Linked DNA regions of Sus scrofa: regions 2, 3, 4, 5 and 6 are each linked to region 1. Evidence: chromatin contacts called from public HiChIP or PLAC-seq and promoter capture Hi-C data. All regions are on one chromosome and are shown on one strand. Each heading gives the region's core, a stretch centred on a gene start, on an enhancer-like site or on the middle of the called end of the contact. The rest is flanking DNA. Distances are from core to core; before and after follow the strand shown.

The links. Promoter capture Hi-C pulls out the DNA fragments that hold promoters and counts their contacts. HiChIP or PLAC-seq counts read pairs in DNA pulled down with a chosen protein or histone mark.
Region 2: a contact with region 1 is called in an H3K27ac HiChIP or PLAC-seq map of alveolar macrophages. The contact joins the promoter of SKIV2L here to the promoter of LY6G5C in region 1. A contact is called at or near these places in 3 of 5 promoter capture datasets (fetal liver and liver), 13 of 47 Hi-C or Micro-C datasets (alveolar macrophages, embryonic fibroblasts, epiblast stem cells and 9 more) and 1 of 2 datasets of contacts at active chromatin or transcription factors (alveolar macrophages).
Region 3: a contact with region 1 is called in an H3K27ac HiChIP or PLAC-seq map of alveolar macrophages. The contact joins the promoter of C2 here to the promoter of LY6G5C in region 1. A contact is called at or near these places in 1 of 47 Hi-C or Micro-C datasets (embryonic fibroblasts) and 1 of 2 datasets of contacts at active chromatin or transcription factors (alveolar macrophages).
Region 4: a promoter capture Hi-C map of fetal skeletal muscle shows a contact between it and region 1, with 9 times the contacts expected there. The contact joins the promoter of EHMT2 here to the promoter of LY6G5C in region 1. A contact is called at or near these places in 1 of 5 promoter capture datasets (fetal skeletal muscle), 2 of 47 Hi-C or Micro-C datasets (epiblast stem cells and liver) and 2 of 2 datasets of contacts at active chromatin or transcription factors (alveolar macrophages and skeletal muscle).
Region 5: a contact with region 1 is called in a promoter capture Hi-C map of liver, with 8 times the contacts expected there. The contact joins the promoter of NEU1 here to the promoter of LY6G5C in region 1. A contact is called at or near these places in 5 of 5 promoter capture datasets (fetal liver, fetal skeletal muscle, liver and 1 more), 19 of 47 Hi-C or Micro-C datasets (alveolar macrophages, embryonic fibroblasts, epiblast stem cells and 11 more) and 2 of 2 datasets of contacts at active chromatin or transcription factors (alveolar macrophages and skeletal muscle).
Region 6: an H3K27ac HiChIP or PLAC-seq map of skeletal muscle shows a contact between it and region 1. The contact joins the promoter of HSP70.2 here to the promoter of LY6G5C in region 1. A contact is called at or near these places in 6 of 47 Hi-C or Micro-C datasets (embryonic fibroblasts, fetal liver, fibroblasts and 3 more) and 2 of 2 datasets of contacts at active chromatin or transcription factors (alveolar macrophages and skeletal muscle).

Annotation. Positions count from the first base shown.
Region 1 is chr7:23,794,073-23,797,796 of Sscrofa11.1, reverse strand. It overlaps LY6G5C (lymphocyte antigen 6 complex locus protein G5c), which reads left to right and starts at 1,830. Exons shown (of 3, transcript XM_003128309.4): 1 at 1,830-2,159. The coding sequence starts at 2,063.
Region 2 is chr7:24,045,285-24,049,008 of Sscrofa11.1, reverse strand. SKIV2L (Ski2 like RNA helicase) reads right to left here and starts at 1,993. Exons shown (of 28, transcript NM_001101817.1): 1 at 1,881-1,993; 2 at 1,699-1,802; 3 at 906-1,015; 4 at 695-812; 5 at 452-566; 6 at 272-346. The coding sequence starts at 1,902. NELFE (negative elongation factor complex member E) reads left to right here and starts at 2,108. Exons shown (of 11, transcript NM_001101825.1): 1 at 2,108-2,184; 2 at 2,624-2,706. The coding sequence starts at 2,632.
Region 3 is chr7:24,018,473-24,022,196 of Sscrofa11.1, reverse strand. It overlaps C2 (complement C2), which reads right to left and starts at 1,607. Exons shown (of 18, transcript NM_001101815.1): 1 at 1,526-1,607; 2 at 1,187-1,396; 3 at 428-613. The coding sequence starts at 1,571.
Region 4 is chr7:23,990,701-23,994,424 of Sscrofa11.1, reverse strand. EHMT2 (euchromatic histone lysine methyltransferase 2) reads left to right here and starts at 1,752. Exons shown (of 29, transcript NM_001101823.1): 1 at 1,752-1,800; 2 at 2,447-2,513; 3 at 2,609-2,827; 4 at 2,923-3,179. The coding sequence starts at 1,759. It also overlaps a transcript of ZBTB12 not described here.
Region 5 is chr7:23,956,585-23,960,308 of Sscrofa11.1, reverse strand. NEU1 (neuraminidase 1) reads left to right here and starts at 1,650. Exons shown (of 6, transcript NM_001101822.1): 1 at 1,650-1,951; 2 at 2,365-2,557; 3 at 3,518-3,724. The coding sequence starts at 1,790. It overlaps SLC44A4 (solute carrier family 44 member 4), which reads left to right. Exons shown (of 21, transcript NM_001101818.1): 19 at 1-7; 20 at 82-166; 21 at 1,130-1,374. The coding sequence ends at 1,251.
Region 6 is chr7:23,923,864-23,927,587 of Sscrofa11.1, reverse strand. It overlaps HSP70.2 (heat shock protein 70.2), which reads right to left and starts at 1,659. Exons shown (of 1, transcript NM_213766.1): 1 at 1-1,659. The coding sequence starts at 1,659. It also overlaps a transcript of HSPA1L not described here.

The DNA.
Region 1 (3,724 bases), core at 581-3,080:
CTCAGGGAGATCCCTACCAGGAGGCCCAGCCTCAGCCACCCATAACCCCCTTAGCCTTTTCGTGGCGGTTACATGAGAGAGAGAGAGAGAGAGAGAGCGCTGTGAAATTCCGTTCCGCCTTTTCTTTGCTCTCTTTGCCTCAAGAGCAGCCTCCGCTGTTTTTCTTTTCTTCTATCACTCTGTCACCCACTCAGCAAACATTTATGTAGGTGCCGGGTGCTCCTCCCCAGTTCTCCATTACCCTGACTTTTCTCTCCAATAATTCTCTTATTTTATCATCCCAAGGCTCTCGGGGCGTGCGCAGTGGCGTACGTTTTCCTCCTGTATTTCTTCGTTCACGTCTGTTTTACTAGGCATGTGTCTCCGTCCGTTTCTTGCCATCTTCCACCGCAGCACCCCGAGACCAGAAAAAAGATTCTCGGAGAGTCTGGCACTTTAGCAGGAAAACCTCGCCAGACCCCGCCCCAAACCTCCAGACCGGAAACTGGGGCAGGTGGGGGGCGCGTTCCTGGGAGCCAGGGACCTCCCCTGACCTACTGACCCTTAAAGTAAAAATCTGGGTGGGTCTCACTCACCAGAGGGAGACTGACCTGGTGAGACGCCCGCGGGGCAGGCGAGTCGGGCCAGCAGGCCCCCGACGGAAGAAACGGATGGGGCGCCTGGAGCCCGTCCGCGGCAGCTCATTGGTTGCTGTGAGGTCTCCGGAATCCTGGACTGGGAGGGACGTTGGCGCCATAGTGCCACCTTCCGGGGAAGCCGTGCAGTGCTCTGGGTGGCAGCGGGGGCCGGACGCCCGGGTTTCTTCCCAAGTGCCTGGCCAAGAGCTGAGCTTGGGCGGGCGGCCGCCCTCGCGTCCTCCCAAAAACTCTGAAGTGCAGCCAGGCGTGGAGAGCGAGCGCACAGCGCCGGAGCCTGTGGGCGCCGGAGATCGGACCCAATGACCTGCAGCTGAGCTGAGGCGGGCCCGGAAAAGCGGGGGCATAGGGAAAGGCTCTGGCTTCCCAGAACCCACAGGGCGTAGTGGGCTAATACGGTCCCTGGAGACTCAGGTGTCCTCGCTTTTGGATTTCTGACACATCTTTCCCATTTTGGAAAATGGTATCACAATCACTCCCTTTCGCAAAGCCTATCTCCCTTCCCTCACCTCACAAGCAGTCTGAATCTGTCCCGTCTTCCTGGGAAACGTAGCTCAGATTCCTGCACCGCTCAACTTCCCTCTCTTCTGTTAGACCAGGCTGCCATCTTGTGACTGGACTTGGGAATAGCTTCCTAACTGGTTTCCCGGCCTCAGAAATCTACAAACAGAAATCTGAACCTGTTACTCCTCTGCTGAAATCCTTTTGGTTTGTAGTAGCCACAGCTCAGGTGCTTCCTCCTCCCCCATCTCCCGTCACTGTCTGTTGACTTGTCTTCTGCACTAAACTGTGTGCTCCGTGACGATAGGGGCTTTGTGCAATATTGTATCCCCAACATCTGATGCAGTGATTCAATGAATGTCTGTTAAATTCATACGAAATGCGTTTCTTCTTTTTTTTTTGTTTTTTTTTTTGTTTTTTTTTTTTTGTCTTTTTGCTATTTCTTTGGGCCACTCCCGCGGCATATGGAGATTCCCAGGCTAGGGGTCCAATTGGAGCTGTAGCCACCGGCCTACACCACCACAGCCACAGCAACGCGGGATCCGAGCCGCATCTGCAAACTACACCACAGCTCATGGCAACGCCGGATCCTTAACCCACTGAGCAAGGGCAGGGACCGAACCCGCAACCTCATGGTTCCTAGTTGGATTTGTTAACCACTGCGCCACGATGGGAACTCCTCTTTCTTTCCTTTCTTTTTGCCACGATGGGAACTCCTGAAATACGTTTCTTTTCTCATTCTTTTTGTTGGGTCCTTGTCCCCATGCCAGGATGTTAGGCCCCAGAATGGCTGTGGGTGAGGACACTCTGTCCCTCCGGCTGTTCTAGCTCTGAATTCCGCCCCAAAAGGATGTTGCCTCTCCCTTTCCTCTTGGTCAACTTCTCTTCCATCAATATAAGGCCAAACTGGAGGCTGGTGGGCAGTCATGCATTTTATGGCAGGCCCTGCAAGTAGCTGGAATATGGGCTTCCACCAAGCCCTGGCCCTCTTAATAATGCAGGTCATGATGAGCTTGGTGTTTGGTAAGTGTCTCTAAGGGGTCAGAAGGATCTCCTAGCCTGCTGGATAGAGAAACCCACAGACACCAGATGTCTGGGTACATGTGCCAAGGGCATTCAGGTAAACCAGGCAGGAGGAAAGATGGGGTGGGTGGGCTTGGTGGGATAATGACTGGGGACTGATAACGGGCTGATGTTCACTCTGAGAGAGATTTCAGGTGATTACTGGAGGGTTTTCTCACTTAATAGCAGTCACCTGAGTGGAGATATTAAAGAGAACCTCTTTGAATCCGAGGGCAATACAGAAGAGGGAGGGTTGGGGGAACACGCCAGATGACAGCCCCAGGATCCAGCGTAGAACAAGGATGAATCCAGCCTGATAACTCGCTTGGCTGCAAATCACCATCTACACAGAAACAAGATTCAAAGTGTTGGCTCATCATCAGCCTCACACCAAGGGTTCTGCTGGGGACACGTTAACGAGTGGTCTGGGCCTGGGACCGGAGGAGGAGGGAGATGAACAGGCATGTGTTTGTGAAGGGCTTAGGTGAACAAAATTAAAAATGAATCTGTTCAAGAGTTCCCGTCGTGGCTCAGTGGTCAACGAATCCAACTAGGAACCATGAGGTTGCAGATTCGGTCCCTGGCTTTGCTCAGTGGGTTAAGGATCCAGCGTTGCCGTGAGCTGTGGTGTAGGTTGCGGCTCGGATCCAGCGTTTCTGTGGCTGTGGCTGTGGCTGTGGTGTAGGCCAGCAGCCACAGCTCCAATTAGACCCCTAGCCTGGGAACCTCCATATGCCGCTGGTGCGGCCCTAGAAAAGGCAAAAAGACAAAAAAAAAAAAAAAAAAAAAAAGAATCTGTTCAGTGGGACCCCCTCAAAGAATATGGCTTTGGGCTACTCGAAGTCTCTGTCTACATGTCTTGTGCTGATGCACTCTTATGTTTTCACTTCTGCTAATTACAGATGAAGAAAGCATATTCCAGGAGTTCCCACTATGGTACAGTAGGTTAATTATCCAGCATTGCTGCAACTGTGGTTCAGAGTCAATCCCTAGCCTGGGAACTTCCATATACCATGGATGCAGCCAAAAATGAAAGAAAAAAGAAAAGAAAGCATATTCAAAAGACTGTCTGGGGTGGGGGACCATGAAACCAAGTCACAGAGGAAGAACTGTCCTAACAAGGCTGCCAAAACTTGGAATAGGCTGCCTTGGCCTAAACTTTGAACTTAGAGACTTACAGAGTGCTGGTAGACACATTAGTCCCTCAAATAAATGTTTAATTAATTAATTAATTTCTCATTTCAGGAGGTGTAAGAGCAGAGAACGGAGATTTTTTAAAATAAGAACTAAAGCTTTTGATGAAAGGTTAAGCCATATTTTTTTGTTGTTGTTCTTTTCAGGGCCGCAGGTGTGGCATATGGAGGTTCCCAGGCTAGGGTCAAATAGGAGCTACAGCTGCTGCCTACACCACAGCCACAGCCATGCTGGACCCAAACCATGTCTGCAATCTATACTGCAGCTCACAGCAACACCAGATCCTTAACCCACTGAGTGAGGCCAGGGATGGAACCCACGTCTGCACGGAT
Region 2 (3,724 bases), core at 744-3,243, 250 kb before region 1:
GGAGGAAAGGGACAGAGAGAGAGAATCAGGGCTACTGCAAGCTGCTGAACAAGTCACTATATAAACCTAAAGGACATCATTCACAGTGTAGATGCTGTAGTTGGGGATATTTGTCATGACACTTTTCCAACAGTTGACAGCAGGGTTCCTTCTAATTTGCTCAAAGAAATAAGAAAGCCAGCAAGGACCCAGTGAGAGGCCTGGGCCCTTCCTCCTCGGGGCCTGGGCTCAGAGCCCTCCCTCAAAAGGGCCCATCCTGGCACCACCTCACCTTTCTCGAAGTCTATCTCCTCCTCTGCCTCCTCCCGAGTACTCAGATCTGTGATGCTAGGCTCATCCATCCCACCTGGGGAGAGGTTGGAGAAACAGGGATTCATGGGGTGGCCATGACTCAGGGGGGTGGAGAATAAGGGCTCCCTCTCCCCGACCATCCCATTTCCACAAGCATCACCTGGCCAAAAAGGGTACTGTGTTGGATTCCCCCACAGGGACTGGGAGGCGGGCCCTGGTGGCCGGCGAAGAGATAAGGAGGTTGTGGCCGACAGGTTTGTATTCTCTAGCAGGACCTGAGGCAAGAGATCAGAGCGCCAGTGAGGCTGAGTTGGCCTCTGACAACCCCCCGCTCCGGCCGCCACCCCCCCACCCCACCCCCCCCACTTCCCAACTCTGCTTCTTGTGGCCCCTGACCTCTTACCTCCTTGTAGCCTAGTATCTGGCCTGTGGTTGGGTGTCTTTGGGCCTGCAGGTCGGAGGGGACTGGGGCCCCCAGTGCGGCCAGGAGAGACCAGGGATCCATCTTCCTCTGCCATTTTCTGGACAGAAAGAAATTTTCAGCTCTTTCTCCTCTGTCTCAACTTCCTTCAGGAACCCATTTCCCCTAGTCCAGGCCCCTCTAGACTCCTCACCGGGCTGAGTGCTCCACACCATGCAGAGGCAGCCAGGCTGGAGAGGACAGAAACAACTGTTCTGCTTCTTGCTGCAGATCTGGGGCACAGGGTGGGAGGCCGTGGGGAAGCTGGAACAGGGCAAGACGAGAGGCATGAGGCAAGGAAAGAGAGTAAGACACAGACAAAAGAGATGGTGACGGGCTTCATGTTTAGATCAGAAATGGTAGGTGTCCCATACAGGCTAGGACAATTAGGCTGAAGCAATAGTTTCCAAAGGTTGTCCTACTTTATAGGAAAAACTGACCTGCAACTGAATTATCTGGAGAGCTGTTTAATAATATAGATTTTGGATTAAAGAATTTCTGGAGATGGACCTAAGAATTTCTAATTTAGGAAAGCTCCCCCTCTAATCATGAGGCACACAGATTCTGATAATCACTAGTTTTAGGAAAAGGAGCCCCAGACCTAAGGATGAAAAACCGAAGGTGCTCAAGGGCTGACCTATCAGCCACCAACAAGTGCCCTGGTGCTTGGAGACAGAAGAAGATGCCAGGGAGAAAAGACCCACTGGAAAGAGCAGTTCTCAGAGCTAAAGTTATCCCCAGGGCTCCCTGCTCTGTCTTCTCATGGGCTCTGACGCACTGCAGGTCGACTGGGTTGGGATCCATCCCGCACCAGTCCAAAGCTGGGATGACAGGTGTCCAGAGACAGGTGAGCCAGGTCAGGTTAGACCCTACTGTGAGAAGGCTGAAAGGGGTTTTAAGCCCTATTAATAAGGGTCAAGGTTAGGTTAGAGCTAAAAGTCACTCACGGTGCTCTCTGGAGCCCCAGGCACATTCAGCAGCTCCCAGCGCCCGGTACATCCTAGCTCCAAGGCGCGGAGGGGCAGATCCAGGGGATCTGGGGTAGGCAGCACTATGGGAGGAAAATCACAGGTCAGGGGTCAAGGGTCATTCCCTGTCTCCTCCTCCTTCCCACCTTCTGCCCCCTCACCGAGTCGCTCCGTCTCCATCATCCTGGAGCCACGGTAGCTGCCGGGCAGCCCGGAAGTGTAGGGAGGAGCCGAAACCCGCGGAACTAGCGGCGACTTCCGGAACACACCCCGCTGGGGGCGGGGACGAGCACTACCGAGGGGCGGAACCCAAGCTGGTGGGAGGCCGGACGGAAGTGTGCGCGCCGCGAGCCGCCTTGGTTACCGCGGTCTCCGCCCCTCGCTACGTCATCGCTCCGAGCCAGCGATCCGCTGCCCGCGCGGGCGCCGCCCGAGACCGTGGGGCTCCGGTTGCCGCCCCCTCAGGTAAGGCCTTCTCCGTCTCACCCTTCGCCCCTTTTTTCCGAGCTCCTTCTCTCTTCTTGCCCTGTTCGTTGCTCTGAGAGCGCTGCGCGGGTTCCACTGCCTCCTCTGCTTTTCGGACCCTGCGAATGCCATACTAACCCCAGCGAGGTAGGGGGGGTCTGGTGCCATCGTCTTCGCGACGGAGGGGGTGTTTCTCCCTTCCTGGGCTACGTGGTGCCCCAAGGCGCTGGTATCCGTGATTCCCGGAGAGAGAAGGGAATGCTGGTTGATCCCGACGAGCGGGGGCTTGGACGGCAGCTGGTTTAAGCAAGGGGTAGGGAGAGGCAAAAGACAGGAGTAGGCAGGCCTGGAGGGGTGGGATTGGGTGCAGTGTGGACGGCGTGTGACCCCTGGGCGGTGACAGTGGAGAAAGATGTCTTGGGCCCTGCCCCTGAACCAGGAGCCACCATGTTGGTGATACCCCCCGGACTGAGCGAGGAGGAGGAGGCTCTGCAGAAGAAATTCAACAAACTCAAGAAAAAGGTGAGGGAGTGTGTGTGGGCATGGCCCAAACTTTCAAAGACTCTACACTGAGAACACCTGGGGTGAGTGTGAGGGGATGGGGGGGTGGGGGTTCTTCTAGCTCATACCTAGAGACATGGCACCTCTCAGTGTCCCTTCATGGGTGGACTTTCTCAAGGTGGATACTTGCTTTTCTCTCTTTTCTGTATAGTCTGCCATGGAGGTGTCTTCCTTTCCTCCGGCTTTTAGTACCACCTAAGAACTGGTGATCCCAGGCTTGGTTTTTTTTAGTTCCATCTGTATCTTGCCAATAACCTTCATATATTGCCGCTCTGGTCTTACCTATTCTAATCTTGGTCTTCCAAATAGGACTGACTCCATTCACTTCTCCCGCTGTTTGGAATCCAGATCTCGTCTCTGTCTTATTTGCGTAGCCAAATGTTTGCCGAGTCGTCTTGATTCCTCCTTTGAAGTAACTTCTTCTGTTTACTCCTTCCTGTGTATTCTCGCAGTCAGGCCTTTGCTGATGCTCACCTAGACTGTTGTAATCGTCTCTCAGCAAGTTTCTTTTTTCGACAGACTTTTTTACTTCTATTAAAATGGTGCTTTGAAAACAGAAAACACTGTCCTTCTTTTTCTCAAAAGCCAGTGGTTTCACATTGTCTATAAAAGAGCCTTAATTTGGCAGCCCTTCCTCGTCAAATAGAACTATTCCTGGGAGTTCCCGTCGTGGCGCAGTGGTTAACGAATCCAACTAGGAACCATGAGGTTTCGGGTTCGGTCCCTGCCCTTGCTCAGTGGGTTAACGATCCGGCGTTGCCGTGAGCTGTGGTGTAGGTTGCAGACGCGGCTCGGATCCTGCGTTGCTGTGGCTCAGGCGTAGGCCGGTGGCTACAGCTCCGACTCAACCCCTAGCCTGGGAACCTCCATATGCCGAGGGAGCGGCCCAAGAAATAGCAACAACAACAACAACAACAACAAAAAGACAAAAAAAAAAAAAAAAAAAAAGAACTATTCCTTAATCCCAAAACACACACAC
Region 3 (3,724 bases), core at 358-2,857, 220 kb before region 1:
TGCAGGCTGAGACACCAAGAGGTTAAATAACCTGCCCAAAGGTTGTCAAATGAGTCAGAGCTGGGCTTGGAACCCAAACAGGCTCCAGGGACAAGGCACCTGAGCACAACACTCAATGCCATGTAGCACATCCTTCCTGCAGAAGCCCAGGTGGCCTGAATACCAGTCTGACCTTGAGGCATTTGGAAAAGCTGGACAGAGCATGTGGAGCCTTTATGTTGGATCTGAAGCTTAGCAGCAACTGCCTTGGGCCAGGATACCCACCGGCCGGAAATGTATGATTTATAGACCCCAATTTACCAAAACCCAGGAATATGATTTTGGCACCAGAAATACCAAGGCCTCTGTCCCCACAGAGGCTCCCCGGGCACACATCCGACTCCCGGGAGACCCCCGCTGCTATGCAGTCACCTGTCAGGGCACTCACCGCCGTTATCACACACAGCCGTCTCCCCATCCCACATGCCATTGGGGCGACACTGCCGCACGGGCGAGCCCCGCAGCGTGAAGCCGTCCTCACACTCGAAGGTCAGGTTGCCGCCCACAGGATGGGACCCCAGCCGCGGGGTGTACACGCCGTTCTCAAAGGAAACAGGGGCTGGACAGCGAACAGCTAGAGGGAAAGGGGGCATGAGAATACAGGAACGGATGGATAACACCCTGGCTGGATACCATGTGGGTGACACTCAACTTGGATGCATGGAAATTGCCAACTAGTTGTCAAAATGATAGGTTGATGCCTGTGAAATTGCTACATTTGGCAATTGGTTGAATTTTGGCAATTTCACACAATTCAGCCTAATGGATTGATAAGCACCGCTTTTCTCAGTCCCCTGAGGGCCATGGCCACCCCAGCACCTCCCCTGGTGTCCTCAGATGTCCCGTGAGCGAGTAACTAGAGGGGCGACGCCTGGCACAACAGGGGGCTCCAGGACCATTGAGCATCCATTCTGGATGGAGTGTAGTCAACTGTTAAATATTTTAAAATATCATCCTGGCTTTTGTACCCCACCATCACTATCAGAGCCTGCCTCTGATCGCCTTGCTATGGGCTGTTGACATGGTCCCCACTCTTTTGAAAATCCCCGTGGAAAAGCAGCTTTGCATCCCATCTGGTCAGGTTAAGCACCACCCCAAGCAATTCCTAAATAGAAATCCTGGGGTGGCCGCTGGCAGGGAGCCTCACGTTTGCAGACTGGCTTTGTTGACCGGGTGGCTCTCGGGATCTGCCACTGTCCGTTGCTGTTGCACAGTCTTGATGCCACCGGGAATGGGTAATAGCCCAGGGGGCAGGAGTAGGTGAGGATACTCCCAGGTGCCCAGCCATTACTGAGGGTGAAACTGCCCCCTGCGATATTCACGTTCTGAGGGCAGGAGGGAGCGGCTGTCGCTAAGCCTGTGGGCACGAGGGCATGACACAGAAATGGAGAAAAGAAGGAAGGCACAGATGAGAAAAGGAAACTCAGTCTGGGTGGCACCAGCCTCACCCACGAGACCCCAGCATCCTCCCCTCCCCTGTTCCTACCTGGGTACAGGGGCAGCAGGCAAAGGACGACCATCAGTGGGTCCATGGTGTCTACCTTAGGGACAGGGAGCAGCAGGGAGCCGCGAGGGGGAAAGGTCATCTGACTTCCCGAAACCCAGAGCTGGCTCACAGCTGCTTCATCTGCTGCCAGAGAAAGAAAACGAGGGAGTGGCAAGAGGGAACGTTCTCTGGTTCGGGAAAAAATAATCGGATCGGGGACTGAGCTGAGGGGGTGAAACTTTGCCCTGTCTCCGTAATCCCAGCACATCCACGGAGTCAGTTGATCGGCATCACAGACACTGTGGACGGCTCCCACTCCACCCCCACACAGACACACATGCACACACATTCTCGCAGGAATAGTCTAAAGCACACAAGCCCTCGAACCATCCAAGATATTGCAAAACATTTTATTTAAGTAAAGTTTCAGTTTTCTTTTGGTTTCACCATGTGAATTTTACTTCCTCAGAGTCTAGGATAGTATTGTCTTCTTGAACATAAACTCCTGAGAGATTAAGATTAATTTTCTTTGAGGAGTTCCCATCGTGTTCAGTGGAAACCAATCTGACTAGTATCCATGGGACGTAGGTTCGATCTCTGGCCTCGCTCAGTGGGTTAACAGTCCAGCGTTGCTGTGAGCTGGGGTGTAGGTCATGGACGTGGTTTGAATCCAGCATTGCTGTGGCTTGTATCTGGTTCTGCTGTGGCTGTGGCGCAGGCTGACAGCTGTGGCTCCTATTTGCCCCCTAGCCTGGGAACCTCCGTATGCTGTGAGTACAGCCCTAAAAACCAATAACAATAATAATCATAATTTTCTTTGAAATTCTTTTTTTTTTTGATAGGCAAGAAATAGATTTATTAGGAAAGGACACTTGTGAGAGATGCAAGCGGGCAAAGGGAAGGAGGCTCTGCTAATGTGAAGTTCTTGCTACCTACGAGGATTCACCACCTTTTTTTTTTAGGATTCACCATCTTTTTCTTCCCTCCACCCCTTCGCCAGAGAGCATCTAGGGATAAAAATGAAATCAACGCTTTGTTTAGAAACTGGAAAAATGTTGAGACTATCTTTACGGAAAGTCCAGCAGATAAAAATCCCCTACTTATAGATAAACCCATGTTTGATTAACAGAAGCATGAAAGTACTTTTGGATCTGGGATGTGCCTTTAAATGACAGCCTGCATTTTGCATGAAATGAAGGAAGCAAAGAAACTCCAGGCTAGTAGGTTAGCCTTCCCATCCCTCAGAGGTCTCTTTAATATTTGTCCAACAATGCCGATGCAAGAAAATAAGATCAATCAAAGAGGACTTCCTGTTGTGGCAGAGCAGAAATGAATCCCACTAGACTCCATGCGAATGCAGTTTCCATCTCTGGCCTTGCCGTGAATTGTGGTGTAGGTCGAAGATGTGACTTGGAGCCCACGTTGCTGTGGCTGTGGTGTAGGTCAGCAGTATAGCTCCAATTAGACCCCAGCCTGAGAATTTCCATATGCCGTGGGTGCGGCCCTAAAAAGAAAAAAAAAAATCAATCAAAGGTGAAGATGAAACATATCTGAAGTGAATACTTAAGTTTATGAAAACTCTTTTTTTTTTTTTTTTTTTTTTTTTTTTTTTTTTAGGGCCACACCCGCGGCATGTGGAAATTCCCAGGCTAGGGGTCAAATCGGAGCTGTAGCTGCTGGCTTACCCCACAGCCACAGCAACGTGGGATCTGAGCCTTGTCTGCCACCTACACTACAGCTCATGGCAATGCTGGGTCCTTAACCCACTGAGTGAGGCCAGGGGTTGAACCTGCATCCACATGGATACTAGTTGGGTTCACCATGTAACCTACTGAGCCACCGCGGGAACTCCCCTTTGTTGTTTTAATGTACCGAATTACCACTACTGTAAGAAAAAAAATACCACCCCAAATATGAGGGCTTAAAAAAAATGATTTATTCTTTCTCATGATTCTGTGGGTTAGCCAGGTGGTTCTAGCTTCGGCTCACACACAGCTGCAGTCAGCAGAGGGCTCAGTTCAGTGGGAACAGTGGGCCGGTGATCTATCACCCGTGGCCCCTCATAGTATGGCAGCCTCAGAACAGCATTCTAAGAGATACAAAGCATCCGCTGCAAGGTGTCTTAAGGCCTATCCTCAGAAGTCACTTGATGTCATTACTGGTCAAGGGAAATCACAAGGCCAGTCTAGATTTAAGGGT
Region 4 (3,724 bases), core at 503-3,002, 200 kb before region 1:
CAGCTTGAGTGCTCCTGCTTAGAATAGAACCTTGGGAGAGGGAGTGGTAGGGGGAAAGGATTATTGAATCCCAGAAAAGGAAGTTCTTGCATGCTGGGGGAACGGGTCTGTGGGTACAAGGCTCACCAAAATTGTAGGGCGAACAAAATAAGGTGGCAGGTAAGAGAATATGGGGGTGAGCATCCTGGGTAGATATTGGGAAGTGGGGTACAATAGCAAGAACTATGAATAGTGGTGGGGGTGGGGGGTAGGGCACTTAGATGAGAGGACATGAGAAGGGCTGTTTGGGGGGAGGGAGAGGAGTAGAGACTTATACAGTATTTTTTAAGAAAAAACGTATTTTTTAGGATTTTTTCTGGAGTTTGGGGTTTTAGTTTTTCTGATTTTGTTTTCCACAAAATAAAAAAAAAACAAAAAACTTTTTTTTTTCTTATACTCTGTCTGGCAACTGTGTGTAAATGACTCTCCGACCCTAGACCGCCTCACACTCTGATGCCATTTGCTAAGTACCTGGAGGTCACAACTCATCCAGGTCTCATGCCTGAAGCTACCTTGACAAGGGAAGGGGGAGTGTAACAAGTGGGATTCTCCAGCCAGGGACCCACACCCCCAGTTCTGCATCCTCAACACCTGCTGGATACCTCATGTCACAAAGGTTCCATGATTGTTTGGCAGAGGTGTCAACACTTGACCTGCCCCTCTAGTTGAGTCTGGTACCAGGGCTAGGGAGGGGCGCTAGGTGTGATCGCTGTGCCCAGCCAAAATTGTAAGCAGGAGCCTAAGTTTGGGCATCTTGGGTCTGGGAAAAAGTTTCGTGTCGCCTGGAAGGCAAAAAAAAAATCACTGGATTAGGGTGTGGAGAAGACTACAATTCCCAGAAAGCTCTGGAATAGTTCTTAACCAAAGAGGACTACAGCTCCCAGAAGGCCTTGTATTGGCCTCAGGTGCCCTATGTCCCAACCACCTACCTGAGTCAAATACTGCATGTGAAATACAGATATTTTCCAAAATTTGACCATAATGTAGTATCTAAAGAGATGGTACCCCAAATAGACCCATCAAAGTTGTATGTCTTAGTACTGTTGACTGGGCTATGACCCACGCAATACCTGCCTGGATATGCTTGTTAAACAGACGGCAATGACTCCCGCAACTCTGGAGGCTTACCTGAATCCCTAGTGCATGTGGTGGCCTAACATGTCTGGCATAAACAGAGGAGACATTTAGCCCCAGGTTTTCAAGAGGGGGTCGCTGCTCCAGGGGACATTAAAGCAGTATGCTAGAACCAGCCAAGAGGAGACCTTCAGGTGTCCTTCGCGTGTCCCCATCGCCCCCTTCTTGCTTGTTAGAGAAGCGAGGCCAAAATTGAGGCCGAGCCTTCTATCTAGTGACCTAGAAACTAGAAAGCAACCAGAAGCGGGAAAAGCACACGCGGGTGGGATTGGAAATACAGCCACTGCCAGGAGCCGGGAGACTCAGATGCTCTGTTACCTAAAACCAGGTCGGGGATGGAGAAGCCACACCTGGACCTAGGCGTGCCTCGCCTTCGGTTCCCCGCTGAGCCGAGGCCAGGAATGGCAGGAATTTTCCCCGGCAGCCCCCAGCTTAGGTCAGCCACTGCCATTTCAGAGGCCGCTCTCCGGGGAGAATGGCCAGAAAGCGCGTAGTGGCTCCTTTAAGGCTCCTCCTAGCCCTCCCTCCCCCGCCCACGTGACCCGGGGCGGCCGCGCGCCGGCTCGGCCCCCCGCGCAAGCGGCGATGGCGGCGGCGGCGGGAGCTGCAGCGGCGGCGGCCGCCGAGGTGCGGAAGGGGAGGGGGAGAGGCGGGTGCATGCCCGCGCGCGCGCCCGGGGGAAGCGCGCGCCCGTGCAATGCTCCGGGGGTGCAACGGGGCCGGGGGGCCCGGGCGGGACTTGCAGCAATCCGGAGGGCCAGCACCGGGGGCGGATGAGGGGACCAGGGGGTGGGAGGTGGGGGGAGTGGGCACGGAGGCGCGCATGCAGCCGCCGGCTGCCCCCGAGTGGGCGGCGGGCGCCGGGGCCCCGGGAACACGCGCGAGGGGCACGAGGGGCCGTCCACCGGGCTGGGGGGCAGCGGGCGCAGGAGGGGTTGGTGCCCGGGGTCCCCGCGGCCTGGGGGACAAAGGGGGAGCGGCGCGTGCAGCCGGGAGGAGGGGGCGGGGCCGGGGCGCGGAGGCCCCGCCCCCTCCCCCTCCTCTCTTCTCGGCCCCTGAGATGCGGGGTCTACCCAGAGGGAGGGGGCTGCTGAGGGCCCGGGGGAGGGGTCGTGCGGCCCCTCCGGGCAGCCGAAGCCGCGGAAGGGGGGGCCCCCATAGAGGAAGAGGTAGGCCCCGGAGCCTACTCTCTCTTCCCAGGGCTCAAGCGTCCTGGGCGCCCCAACTTCCTACCGGACTGACCAGTCCTCCTATCCCTTGTGTCCCCTCCCAGGGGGAGGCCCCCGCTGAGATGGGGGCGCTGGTGCTGGAGAAGGAGCCCAGAGGAGCTACCGAGAGAGGTGAGTACGGCAGAAACGGGCCCAGTTAAGACTTTCACCTCCCCCAACACGGGATCTCCTGAGCCCTTGGCCCGAACTTTTTTTTTCCTTTACAGTTCATGGCTCTTTGGGGGACACCCCTCGTAGTGAGGAGGCCCTCCCCAAGGCCAACCCTGACTCCCTGGAACCTGCTGGCCCCTCATCCCCAGCCTCTGTCACAGTCACCGTCGGCGATGAGGGAGCTGACACTCCTATAGGGGCCACACCTCTCATTGGGGATGAACCCGAGAATCTCGAGGGAGATGGGGACCTCCATGGGGGACGCATCCTGCTGGGTGAGAGGCCAGGGAGTCTAGGGGGGTGAGGTGAGGTATTCTCAGGTTCTGCCTTCCCTCTTATCTTGCTTCCTGCCTGCCTGTCTGTCTTCCAGGCCATGCCACAAAGTCATTCCCGTCTTCCCCTAGCAAGGGGGGTGCCTGTCCCAGCCGAGCCAAAATGTCAATGACTGGGGCTGGAAAATCACCCCCATCAGTCCAGAGTTTGGCTATGAGGCTGCTGAGTATGCCGGGGGCCCAGGGGGCAGCAGCAGCAGCAATACCTGAACCCCCTCCAGCCACAGCCAGCCCAGAGGGGCAGCCCAAGGTCCATCGAGCCAGGAAGACCATGTCTAAACCCGGAAACGGACAGGTGAGGCTTAGGAGGAGGGGTGGGGATGGGGTGGGAGAGACAAGATAATCAATATAAGGCCCCTGTGAGCTGCATTTTCAGTTTGGCTTCAGACCTTTTCTTATCCAATCACGGCTTCACATGTTTACCAAGAGGCTACTGTGTGTCAAATTCTGGACTAAGGCTTCATATGTGAACAGACAGACAGGTTTCTGTCTTCCCCAGGTTTACATTCTGGAGGGCGGGTGTAGAAGATGCAGATGTTAAAGCCTTAATTAGGTAGTTAATGTCTTAATTACTCTTATGATAATGACTATCTAAAGAAACTTCAAACCACTTTTCCTTTCTACCTCCAAGCAAAAGTCCCACGGGAATGCCTCCCTCTCTTCTTTCAAACTGTCCCTGCTGTTTTACTGTGCATCTCTATAGGGAGGGAGCTGAAGGACACAGAAGTGATAGAGGAAGGAAATGACAAGGGCCCTAGAATCTCAGAAGCTTTACGATGATGTTTTTAGGGCTCTTGGTATCATGTTCTGGGCATGGTTTAGGTAGCTTTGGTCAAGGCC
Region 5 (3,724 bases), core at 401-2,900, 160 kb before region 1:
CATCATGGTGAGTGACCTTCGCCCCTCTGCCTCACCCTCCACCTCTCCAGAGGAACCCTAAACGGGCTTTGTGTCTTCCAGACCTCCATCATGGGAGCCTACGTCATCGCCAGTGGCTTCTTCAGCGTTTTCGGCATGTGTGTGGATACTCTCTTCCTCTGTTTCTGTGAGTAACACCCCCCACCTCTCCCCAACTTAAAGGTACCAGATCATTCAGGCTTTTTCAGAGACTTGGTGCTTCTCGAAATAGCAATTTCATGAGTTATAGAAGCCAGAGCCTGAGGGAGCCTCTACTAACATCCTCAGGCCAGGTATTTGGGAAGCAGTATGGGAGTGAGCCCCTAGTCTCCTGCGCTCTCCCAAGAAGGAGCATTCCAGGGGAGAGGCCTCTGGCATCTTCCTGCAGAAAATCTAGGGAAGAGAGTTCCTGCTGTGGTACAGCAAGCTAAGGATCTGGTGCTGTCTCTGCGGCAGGGCAGGTTCCATCCCTGGCCCTGTACATTGGGTTAAAGATCCGGCATTGCGAAGCTGTGCCCTAAGCCCTTCTGTATACCACGAATGCGGGGTGGCGGGGGCGGGGGGGGGGAGGAAGAAAGAAAGAAGAAAGAGAGAAAGAAAGAGAGAGAGAGAATGAAAGAAAGAAAGAGAAAGAGAGAGAAAGAAGAGAGAAAGAAAGAAAGGAAAGAAAGAAAGAGAGAGAGAGAGAGAGAGAGAGAGAGAGAGAGAGAGAGAGAGAGAGAGAGAGAGAAAGAAAGATAGATCTAGGGATGAAGTTAGCCACAGCAGACTCCCCAGCAGGTGGCTGTAGAGAGTGAGGATTTTCTCACCCTACTGTATGCATTCATTTGGGATATCTTAAGTACCAGGCTCTCCGCTAAGAAACTGACATGTATCATGTATTTTTTTCCGTTAATCCCTTTCATTCTATGAAACATAGTATTATCGACTCCACTCTACAGATGACCTATTTACATAACCTATTTAGCAGTTTACAAAAATTGCCCCAAAAAACAGCTGGTGGGAATGCAGCCAGGAAACCAGGCAGCTGTCTCTTGGTCCTTGATTTCCACCCCCGGGAATGGGGTTAGCCCCCAACGTTCCGTTCTTATGGGTCTATGTCGCGCCTCAGTGGAAGACCTGGAGAGGAACGACGGCTCCCTGGACCGGCCCTACTACATGTCCAAAGCCCTTCTGAAGATTCTGGGCAAGAAGAACGAGGTGCCCTCGGGAGACAAGAAGAGGAAGAAGTGAGAGACGTAGCCCTGATCCAAAACAGCACCCCGCCTGTACAGCCTCCCAGCCTCATTCCCGCCTTCCAGATGTCGATTTTGTAGTAAAAAGATTAAAAGATTGATATTGTGTTTTCTCAAAAACTCTGGGACTTTTATTTCCTCCAAGACCACACGCTGCCCTCCCCCGCCCACCTGGCTCTTTAAAAGGGGCCCTGCCCCTGTGACGCCCCTACACCCCCACCAGTATCACGGCCAATCAAAAGGCATCTGTGGAGTTATGCCCGCCCCCTTCTTCAATCAAACCAATAGTCTTCCCGTTCGGGTCACGCGCTCCGGGACTTCAAAGAAGGCCCATTGGACAACGTAGAGAGGAGGTGCTGAAGGGTCACGTGAGGAGTTACGCGAGGGCCAATTAAAGTCGCGGTAGCTCGGCTGGGGGCCCTGACTTGCTGTGGATTTGAGGGTGACATCTGAGCATTTAAAGGGCTGGGGTCAACTGAGCGACTCAAGCCCGCGTCTAATCGTGGAGCCAGGGTCGCGGCCGCCGCGGGGGAGAGATGACTGCGGAGCGACCCGGCGCAGTGCCCCTGGGCAGACCCGGGAGACCGCCTATGCTGGGATTAGGGGAAGCCTATAGGGCCCAGGTATTTGCCTCGATCTTCCTGCTGCTGTTGTCTCCGGCAGGAGTCGGAGCCAGGGCAAAGAACGACTTCAGTCTGGTGAGTTAACCCTCGCATGGCCCCATCCCCAACCACGCAGGCGGTCGGTCTGTGTCAGGTTGTACGCCCGGGACGCAGGCTGCTAAGCCCCCTCTCCTTTCCCAATCCCTGCCCCTCTCTGGGTTCCTCGTCCTCTTTCCTTCTGAGGCTCCTCATTCGAGCTCCTTCCCCTTTTGAGGTTTCCCTATCCCAGAGGGCTTCTTCTCCCCTCGTAGTCCCTTACGCTGCCTAGAGACTCCAGCTTCGCTACAAACTCTCCTCAGGGTTCCCCTTCCTTGTTCTGGGAAACCTGCTCCCACTTGGGGTCCCTACCACCCTACCTTTCCCAGGGGAACCTGCGTCTGAGTTGCTATTCATTCACCCTAAAGCCCAAGTCACATTTGTTCAGTTCACCGGAACTCCTCCCTTCACAGGTGCACCCGCTGGTGACCATGGAGCAACTGCTGTGGGTGAGCGGAAAACAGATCGGTTCTGTGGACACCTTCCGCATCCCACTCATCACCACCACTCCTCGAGGCACCCTCCTTGCCTTCGCTGAGGCCAGGAAAATGTCAGCATCGGATAAAGGCGCTAAATTCATTGCTCTGCGGAGATCCATGGACCAGGGTAAAACTATGCCTGGGAGTTCCCACCACCGCTTAGCAGTAATGAACCCGACTAGTAACCATGAGGATGTGGGTTCAGTCCCTGGCCTTGCTCAGTGGGTTCAAGGATCTGACGGTGCTGTGATCTGTGGTGTTGGTTGCAAACCTGGCTTGGATCCCTCATTGCTGTGGCAAAGGCCGGTGGGTGCAGCTCCAATTTGACACCTAGCCTGGCAACTTCCATATGCCGCACGCAGGGGCAGCCCTAAAAAAAAAAAAAAAAGCCTGTGTGGCAAGATGTTGAATGGGTGGGGAGCCTGATTTTCCGTAGAGCCCTGGAGCTGCTGGGTCCCTGAAGACTAGAGGCAACCTAAGAAGGGAAGGTGTCCAGGGCAGTAATGCAGACATTGGGATCTCCAAGGAGTTGAACATTCATCCAAATGTTTATTGAGCACTTACTATATACCTGGCAGTGTTCTAAGTTCTGTGACTACAGTTATGAACAAAACAGAGCAAAAATCCTCGCCTTTGCAGGGCTTATATTCTATTGGGAGGAGGCAGACAATAAGCATAATAAGTAATATATTTGTGTTGGAAGGTGATTAAGTGTAATGGAGAAAAATAAAAATAAAACAGGGCAAGAGGTATGGAGAGGGTCAAGAGTTTGACTGCAATTTTCAAAAAAGGACATTTGAGCAAAGACTTAAAGGAGGTAAATGAGCCTGAGGAAAAAATGCCCCAGGCAGGTGTAACAAGATAAGGCAAAGGAAAGTATTTGAGAAATGGGAAGGAGTTTGTGCGGCTGGAGGAAGTGAGCAAGGGTAGAACAGATACAGTCAGAGAGAGAAGGAGGGTCAGGACTCGTAGGCCCTCTGGACCATCATGAGACCTTGGATCCCTAGCAGGGGGTGGAAATTTCAGGGAGTAGTGGAAAGAGCCCCTCCAGCTTGTTCACCCTGCGTTTCTTCCCTTTTTCCTTTAGGCAGCACATGGTCTCCGACAGCTTTCATTGTGGATGATGGGGAGACCCCAGATGGTCTGAACTTGGGGGCAGTGGTGAGCGATACAACGACAGGCGTGGTCTTCCTTTTCTACTCCCTCTGTGCTCACAAGGCTGGCTGCCGGGTGGCCTCCACCATGTTGGTGTGGAGCAAGGATGATGGTATTTCCTGGAGCTCGCCCCGAAACC
Region 6 (3,724 bases), core at 410-2,909, 130 kb before region 1:
CACGGCGCTCTTCATGTTGAAGGCGTACGACTCCAGCGCGTTCTTGGCCGACACCCTCTCGCGCTGGATCTCGTCCTCCGCTTTGTACTTCTCCGCCTCCTGCACCATGCGCTCGATCTCCTCCTTGCTCAGCCGGCCCTTGTCGTTGGTGATGGTGATCTTGTTGGCCTTGCCCGTGCTCTTGTCCGTCGCCGTGACGTTCAGGATGCCGTTGGCGTCGATGTCGAAGGTCACCTCGATCTGGGGCACCCCCCGCGGGGCCGGCGGGATGCCGCTCAGCTCGAAGCGCCCCAGCAGGTTGTTGTCCCGCGTCATGGCCCTCTCGCCCTCGTACACCTGGATCAGCACGCCCGGCTGGTTGTCCGAGTACGTGGTGAAGATCTGCGTCTGCTTGGTGGGGATGGTGGAGTTGCGCTTGATCAGCGCCGTCATCACGCCGCCGGCCGTCTCCAGCCCCAGCGACAGCGGGGCCACGTCCAGCAGCAGCAGGTCCTGCACGTTCTCCGACTTGTCGCCCATCAGGATGGCCGCCTGCACCGCCGCCCCATACGCCACCGCCTCGTCCGGGTTGATGCTCTTGTTGAGGTCGCGCCCGTTGAAGAAGTCCTGCAGCAGCTTCTGCACCTTGGGGATGCGCGTCGAGCCCCCCACCAGCACCAGGTCGTGGATCTGGGCCTTGTCCAGCTTCGCGTCGCGCAGAGCCTTCTCCACCGGCTCCAGGGTGCTGCGGAACAGGTCCGAGCACAGCTCCTCGAAGCGCGCCCGGGTGATGGACGTGTAGAAGTCGATGCCCTCGAACAGGGAGTCGATCTCCAGGCTGGCCTGCGTGCTGGACGACAGGGTCCTCTTGGCCCGCTCGCAGGCCGTGCGCAGCCGCCTCACCGCCCGCTTGTTCTGGCTGATGTCCTTCTTGTGCTTCCTCTTGAACTCCTCCACGAAGTGGTTCACCAGCCTGTTGTCGAAGTCCTCGCCGCCCAGGTGCGTGTCCCCCGCCGTGGCCTTCACCTCGAAGATGCCGTCGTCGATCGTCAGGATGGACACGTCGAACGTGCCCCCGCCCAGGTCGAAGATCAGCACGTTGCGCTCCCCCTTGCCCGTCCTGTCCAGGCCGTAGGCGATGGCCGCCGCCGTGGGCTCGTTGATGATCCGCAGCACGTTCAGCCCCGCGATCACCCCCGCATCCTTGGTGGCCTGCCGCTGCGAGTCGTTGAAGTAGGCCGGCACCGTGATCACCGCGTTGCTCACCGGGTGGCCCAGGTACGCCTCGGCGATCTCCTTCATCTTGGTCAGCACCATCGACGAGATCTCCTCCGGGTAGAACGCCTTGGTCTCGCCCTTGTAGCTCACCTGCACCTTGGGCTTGTCCCCGTCGTTGATCACCCGGAAGGGCCAGTGCTTCATGTCCGCCTGCACCACCGGGTCGCCGAACTTGCGCCCGATCAGCCGCTTCGCGTCAAACACCGTGTTCTGCGGGTTCAGCGCCACCTGGTTCTTGGCCGCATCGCCGATCAGCCGCTCGGTGTCCGTGAAGGCCACGTAGCTGGGGGTGGTGCGGTTGCCCTGGTCGTTGGCGATGATCTCCACCTTGCCGTGCTGGAACACCCCCACGCACGAGTACGTGGTGCCCAGGTCGATGCCGATGGCCACGCTCTTCGCCATGTCGCTGGCCTGCTCTCTCCGCAAACAGCCTCTAGACTCGAAACCGGGATCCCAGACGAGAGCTCTGAAACCGGAAACCGAACGCGCCGCTTCTGCCCGCGGTGGTCCTCGGAGGCAACGGATCTGCCAAGGCTGCGCTCACAGACCGCAGAGGAAGTCTTAGCAGCTCTTCCCGGGCTCGCTGTTTCCCTGGGGGCGGCTCTGTGTTTATATTTTTTTCCTCAAGCCCCGCCTTTTCCCTCCTCAGCCAATCCCCGAGCTCGGCGGGGCTGCCAGGTCGGGAATATTCCAGAGGTTTCGCCTCGCGTCCTGCCCCCTGGCTTTCTGGGGCCAATCAGCGCCCTGGCTGCCGCCCCTCCCAGAACTCTCCAGACTCTTCTGGGATTCGCGGGAGGAAACCGGAGTCCTCAAGGGAGGGGGGAAGAGATGCTGTGGAGGTTCGCTGTTTGCACTGGCACCCTTGTTGTTTTTTTTTCCTTCCTCTTCCCTGGGAGCCGGCATTGGAGTAGGTGGAAATTGACCGGAAGGATCAGCATTACGCTTGTAATGGGGCGGTGAGAGGCATGTAGGGCTCAAATTAGTTTGTCTGTTTAAAAGTAGGATTAAGGGCTACAGGATTTGGGGACAACCAAAACAAAGTTCCCAAGTTTCTGGGGGTCAAAGAGCCTAATTGGAGCCTGATGCTGATGGAAGGAGCGGAGGGGCGGGACTGCCTGTCTGGGCTGCCTGAGAACTGCCTTCACCGTCCCTGGGTTTTTCCCATCTTGTTTTTAAAATGAGGACAAGAAAAGAGATCCTGCAGTATGGTTTTTGGTGTCATCGTAAGCCTTACACTGATGGAATATCTGGGGATGGGGAAATTTCAGTTTTCAAAAGGAAAGCAATCAGGCCAATAGAAGGTTCTTAAATGGGAGAAGGTTCCCAGCGCCTTAGAAGGGACGTGCTCGGTCAAGGGCGTGGGGAGGGAAAGGCGGGGCTGGACCCACCGCGCCCCTATCCCCGCCCAGAGCCGCTCCCTTTCGCCTGGGGCTGGACTGGGGCTCGAAGAAGAGGAAAAAATTCCGTAGAAAATCTGCTGTCTTTAAGCCTTTTGGGCTTCTCCCAGTTCCTCATTTTTCCCAGCCTGTGGTCCGGGGACCCCCACCCCCCTCACCTTCTTGATGTCTTCTTTAATTAGTAGTTCAGCCACAGATGATAGGTAGTTCGTACTTCTACTGTGTCGCTTGCGAACGGGGTAAACTGTCCACTGCTTTTGAATAAATGGATGTGGTGAGCCTGTGGGGGAGGGGGGGCAATGGTCCTTTCTCTTTAACAGCTTCAAACGTTTTATCTGGTTGGCACGTGGCCCATTTTAAGCTAACTGTTGGGCCTGATGCTCTAAAGCAGGAGGAATTCTCTGGACCCAGGTTCTAGCTCCTCTAAAACTTTAGGTTATTTACCCTGCACTCAATTTAGCCACACTGTTTTTTACTCCTAGATTTCAACTGTCTGCGTGTTACTTTCCCTCCTGTTTTAAATGCAGGCACTTTTGGTAATTTATTTTGGCCTTTGTATTTTCATCCTTTGTGGACAATGCAAGGCGCTTAAAACGAAAATATGAGAGACATTAAAGCAATAGTATAGGGTTCACAGCCCCCCCCCCCAAGAGACTCATTGCTGTTCCCAAATGTCTTTAGTACAAGAAATCCAAGATCACATGTAGGAAGAGGCAATTTTTGATGAAAAATTCTTGCTTTTGAACACTTTTGCTCAATTGGCATCACACACACACACACACACACACACACGTCCACCAAAACACATCTTCCTGGGATTCAAGGGTATTCAGTTGTTCATTCTACAATTCTACAATTTGCTCAGGCTAATCTAAACTGGCGTTGCAAAAAGATTGCTTTAACAAACCTTTGTGCGTGCAGGTAAGTGATAACTTTTTTTACATTCAGATATGTCTCCCTGATGAATCACTTAATCTAGTCAAACTGGTCAGACTTCAGGAATTTTCCATTTCTTCATGCACTCCCTGGCTGGGGATTCCCCAGACTTCCACCTTAGCTGTCCAATATAT